2 separate regions of the Arabidopsis thaliana genome follow, and region 1 is linked to region 2. Evidence: chromatin contacts called from public capture Hi-C data. All regions are on one chromosome and are shown on one strand. The core of a region is the stretch at or near the end of the contact, and the rest is flanking DNA. Distances in the headings are between cores, read along the strand shown. Region 1 holds the start of ZTL (Galactose oxidase/kelch repeat superfamily protein). Region 2 holds the start of AT5G57250 (Pentatricopeptide repeat (PPR) superfamily protein).

Region 1 (2,772 bases), core at 247-2,746, 43 kb before region 2:
GGAGATCCATCTTTCCTAAAGTTCAACAACTCGCCTTGAAATTCAATGCCCTCATCAATACATTTTCTTATCTCGGAAACAACCATAGAGTCAACTAATGGATGCCTTCTTTTAGCAAACGGTCCTCTACATTGCAAGAAGCGGCTGCAGAATCCGAGAAATTAATTAAGAAACAATATAAGACCAAAAACAAAATTTATCTCCAACTTACTGATGCGGAAAAGCAATAGACAAAATATTTGGCCGTGCATGTAGAGACTGAAAAAAAAAACAAATACACCAAACAAGCATAATTATAACCTAACCAGATTTTCATTCTGTTCAAGAATAACAACTATTTGAACTGATCAGCTCCTCCTGTAAGATCAAAGCTTATTAATAAAGGAAGCTACTAGCACTTCTCTCATGGAAAACTAACACACAACTAAACGCATTGGACTTAGCCTTTTCACTGGTTCACTGCACATCAACATTGTAAAGAATTTATTGTGTTCGCTACGACCCCGAGAAACTACACAGGGATAGCTCGCTTTATCTCGGCATCTATATACACTTTCAAGTTTCCTTAACATGCGGAGCAGCTGAAACAGCTCAAAAACAGCCATGAGAGCTCGATTAATATGAAAACTACAATCACTGAATAAACATCTGAAGGCAGAGAATACTTAGGCACACACAGAGACTCCACTGAGTCTTCTCTGCCATTTGGCAGAGACTCTAATGATTATCTAACAATAGACATATCTTTGTTTTCTCTCCACCAAAGTATCCATCCATACTAAATCTAGTGATCAATAGAGTGTCCTTCAGATTACCATCATCACAAACATTCCTCACCTATCCTCAAACTAAACGGACCTTAATCAAACTCCACCAAGTAGCCAAAATTTGGTAAAGTGAGCCAATAACCAAAAATAGAAATTCCTCGCATCAATTAGAACACTAATCACAAAGATAACAAAAAAACAACTAACCAATTTCCTCCGAGAACTTCCTCAGCACGATACCCTGTAACCATTTCGAAGACGGTGTTGACATATATAATAGGTTGGTCCGGCTCAACGGCATCAGTAACAACGAATCCACAAGGCGCCGTGTGAAGCAAATTCCCAACGGGATATGGAATTGGTCCACCTCCGGGAAAAAGACCTCCCTCTTCATCATCCGCCAGTGACGAAGCATCATCGGCGCTTAGATCGGAACCACTGTCCCACTCCATGAAAATTCAAATAGTTACCAGACTGATTTCAGTCGCCGGAGATTATGAAGACGGCGATTGAAAAACAATCCGGCGTGAGATAATCGGAAAATTTTGGGAAAAGGAGATTTTCGGGGGTTGAGAGAGAGAGAGAGAGAAGATGGTGGACAAAGAAACGAGTGGTAACCGTCGAGTTTGGTGGAAAAATCTCGGCCGTATGAGTTCATTCGAACGGGTCGGATTTTATCCGGGTCCGGATTTCTCTGTCGGGTCAAGTAGATAAAACCATAAAACTCCCCTTGATTTTTGGGAAAAATGTCATTAAAATCTCCAACTTATTGAAAAAGTTGATTTAAATTATCAACTTCCAACTAAACGAAATAAATATCAAATTTTTGTTGACTTTCCAAATAAATACCAAACTTTCGTATATATGGTCATATTAGGTATAATATTAAGTAGATTAACATATTGCGTTCACGGAGTTAATTTTCTGTTAACAGATCCGTTAATTTAAAACGTTATTGTTTCCTATAACAAGAAAGCGACCTCGTTTTATTATAACGACCGAATTAAATTCCCAAATCCAATCTTAAATCTCCAAATCAAGCAAAATTCTAACCCTAAATCTTCATATGATTTGAAATTGGGATTTAATTGAGCATTTATGACATAACGACGTTGTTTTATTGTTATAGGGAATATTGTCGTTTTCAATTAACGAGTCTGTTAACAAAAAATGGACTCTAATAACAGGGTCTGTTAATGTCATACTTAATATGGCTACTCGAACAAAAGTTTGATATTTATTTGGAAAGTCAACCAAAATTTGGTATTTATTTGGAAAATCAACAAAAGTTTGATATTTATTTCGTTTCGTTGGAAGTTGAGGATTTAAATCAACTTTTTCAATAAGTTGGGGATTTTAATGACATTTTTCCCTTTGGTTTTTAGACTCTCTTTAGCTGAGCTGAAGCTTATTACTTTCCAAATTTGTGGGCTCATGTCTTACAATAAAGCCCATTACAATAAAGCCCATTATAGTCCAGTAAATGAGATTATGTGACTGAATAGTATGAGTTTCGTAATAAGAAGACGCCATAAAATGGAAAAATAGCAAGATCTATAATTATAGTTACGTAAATGAAAATTTGTTAAGGTTGTTGGTTGCTAAATCTTTTCTTGAACCGTCTCAATTATCAATTGCCTATCATTTAATCTCTTCTGTAATGTTCCTTTTATACGCAGAGGACCAAACTAGTTACATCAAATCAATAGATAGTTAGTTGAAACAAATAACTTCTCGTAACTACTGGTTAATCGAATCGGTTCGGTATATCATAGAATCATAGGTGCAAACAGACTTTTAAACCAACATCAAACAGCTGAATTGGAATTAAGATTTAACCCAACTTTAGTGTTTTATATCAACAATAATAAGAATAAGTTGTAAGTACTTATATATAAGTAGTTAAGTACTGTTTTATATCACCAATAATAAGACTGTTTTATAAGCCTAAGTTACCGATATGGGGCAACTATCTTATGAACTTTATTTGAAGGTTATTATCTCA
Region 2 (2,700 bases), core at 107-2,606:
AACTCTTTTGTAATAAACGAATTAACTCGATTCAACCAATCAAGGAGGCGGAGATGGAGAAACTGATTGACTCAATTGCTGAATCTGCTTCTCAGAAAACTCTGGTTAACTTGAGTGATACGTTTCTTTCTTTAAACGTTAACGTAATTTGCAAGGCAGTATTTGGTGTGAATTTCCAAGGAACTGTGCTTAACAATGATAAGTTCCAAGATTTAGTCCACGAGGCACTTGAGATGTTGGGGAGCTTCTCTGCTTCGGATTTCTTCCCGTATGTCGGTTGGATTGTCGATTGGTTCACGGGTTTACACGCTCGGAGGGAGAGAAGCGTACGAGATCTTGATGCTTTCTATGAACAAATGATTGATTTACATCTACAGAAAAACAGAGAAGAAAGTGAAGATGATTTTGTGGACTTGCTCTTGAGGTTGGAAAAGGAAGAAGCTGTTCTTGGATATGGCAAACTCACAAGAAACCACATCAAAGCAATCTTGATGGTAAGACATATCTCATTAAAACCTTTAAGATTAGTATATTGTAAAACATATTATCTATCTTTTGTATGTAGAACATTCTTTTGGGGGGAATCAATACTTCTGCAATAACCATGACATGGGCAATGGCGGAACTCATAAGAAACCCACGAGTGATGAAGAAAGTTCAATCCGAAATCAGAGCCCAAATAGGGAAAAACAACAAAACAAGAATCATAAGTTTAGATGAGATAAATCATCTCAGTTACCTAAATATGGTTATCAAAGAAACATGCCGGTTACATCCAGTAGCACCTCTTCTAGTCCCAAGAGAAGTGATATCTGAATTCAAGATCAACGGCTACACGATTCAACCGAAGACAAGGCTTCATGTCAACGTATGGGCTATCGGACGTGATCCCGAGATATGGAAAGATCCAGAAGAGTTTCTCCCAGAGAGGTTTATGGACTGTGACATTGATGTTAAAGGACAAGACTATGAGTTGTTACCATTTGGAAGTGGTCGAAGAATTTGTCCAGCAGTGTACATGGGGATAACAACAGTTGAGTTTGGTCTTGCTAATCTCTTGTATCACTTTGATTGGAAGTTACCAGAAGGTGTTGCCGTTGAAGATATTTACATGGATGAAGCTTCTGGACTCACTTCTCATAAGAAACATGACCTTTTACTTGTTCCTGTGAAATCTTTAGTGTAACACTTGTGTAAGTAAACATGACCTTTTACTTCTCATAAGTAATGTAATGGTTAAACCAAATAAACCGGTTCAATCAGAATCAAACCGGTTCACTGTTGTAAACCGACTCTTCTATATTCGTTTAGTTTCCTTAGCAAGAGAAAGGAGACGCCTTTTTTGCGAAATCTCCATGAAGCTTTATCCTCGAACTTCTTCAGGACTCTTTTCTCTCCAATCTCTTCTCAAAAGTGGCTTCTCTCCAACGTTAAACTCTATCGACAGATTTCTTCGATATCTCTACCGTCTTCAGAAGTTTAATTGCATTCTTCAATTCTACTCTCAGCTAGATTCGAAGCAAATCAACATCAATCACCGGATTTACTCAATCGTTTCATGGGCATTTCTCAATTTGAATCGATACGAAGACGCAGAGAAGTTTATCAACATCCATATTTCAAAAGCTTCGATTTTTCCCAGGACCCATATGTTAGATTCTCTAATTCATGGATTTAGCATCACACGTGATGATCCAAGTAAGGGTCTTCTGATTCTCCGAGATTGTTTACGGAATCACGGTGCGTTTCCTTCTTCCTTAACGTTCTGTTCACTGATTTATCGGTTCGTTGAGAAAGGAGAGATGGATAATGCTATTGAGGTTTTAGAGATGATGACGAACAAGAATGTAAATTACCCATTTGATAATTTCGTATGTAGTGCTGTGATTTCTGGGTTTTGTAAGATTGGTAAACCGGAACTTGCGTTAGGGTTTTTCGAAAGTGCTGTCGATTCAGGTGTTCTAGTGCCGAACCTTGTAACTTATACTACGCTTGTGAGTGCTCTTTGTCAGTTAGGTAAGGTTGATGAAGTTAGGGATTTAGTTAGGAGATTGGAAGATGAAGGATTTGAGTTTGACTGTGTGTTCTATAGTAATTGGATTCATGGGTACTTTAAGGGAGGTGCATTGGTGGATGCACTTATGCAGGACAGGGAAATGGTGGAGAAGGGAATGAATCGAGACGTTGTTAGCTATTCGATACTAATAGATGGGTTGTCGAAGGAGGGGAATGTTGAAGAAGCGTTGGGGTTATTAGGGAAGATGATAAAGGAAGGAGTAGAGCCGAATTTGATTACTTATACAGCTATTATTAGGGGACTCTGCAAAATGGGTAAACTTGAAGAGGCATTTGTGTTGTTCAATAGAATTCTAAGTGTTGGAATCGAAGTGGATGAGTTTCTGTATGTGACTTTGATAGATGGAATTTGTAGGAAAGGGAATTTGAATCGAGCTTTCTCTATGTTGGGGGATATGGAGCAGAGAGGGATACAACCAAGCATTCTTACGTATAACACTGTGATTAATGGACTTTGCATGGCAGGGAGAGTGTCGGAGGCAGATGAAGTTTCAAAAGGAGTTGTGGGAGATGTCATTACTTATAGTACTTTATTGGATAGTTATATAAAGGTGCAGAATATTGATGCTGTATTAGAGATTAGGCGTAGATTTTTAGAAGCTAAAATCCCTATGGACTTGGTTA

The links. Capture Hi-C pulls out chosen DNA fragments and counts their contacts.
Region 1: a capture Hi-C map of seedling shows a contact between it and region 2, with 1.7 times the contacts expected there. The contact joins the promoter of ZTL here to the promoter of AT5G57250 in region 2. A contact is called at or near these places in 3 of 26 Hi-C or Micro-C datasets (callus, leaf and rosette leaf), 1 of 2 datasets of contacts at active chromatin or transcription factors (shoot) and 1 of 3 other capture datasets (seedling).

The regions. Positions count from the first base shown.
Region 1 is chr5:23,240,044-23,242,815 of TAIR10.1, reverse strand. ZTL (Galactose oxidase/kelch repeat superfamily protein) reads right to left here and starts at 1,496. Exons shown (of 2, transcript NM_125119.4): 1 at 975-1,496; 2 at 1-144. The coding sequence starts at 1,219.
Region 2 is chr5:23,197,180-23,199,879 of TAIR10.1, reverse strand. It overlaps AT5G57250 (Pentatricopeptide repeat (PPR) superfamily protein), which reads left to right and starts at 1,356. Exons shown (of 2, transcript NM_001085290.2): 1 at 1,356-2,700. The coding sequence starts at 1,356. It overlaps CYP71B10 (cytochrome P450, family 71, subfamily B, polypeptide 10), which reads left to right. Exons shown (of 2, transcript NM_125108.4): 1 at 1-494; 2 at 566-1,291. The coding sequence ends at 1,186.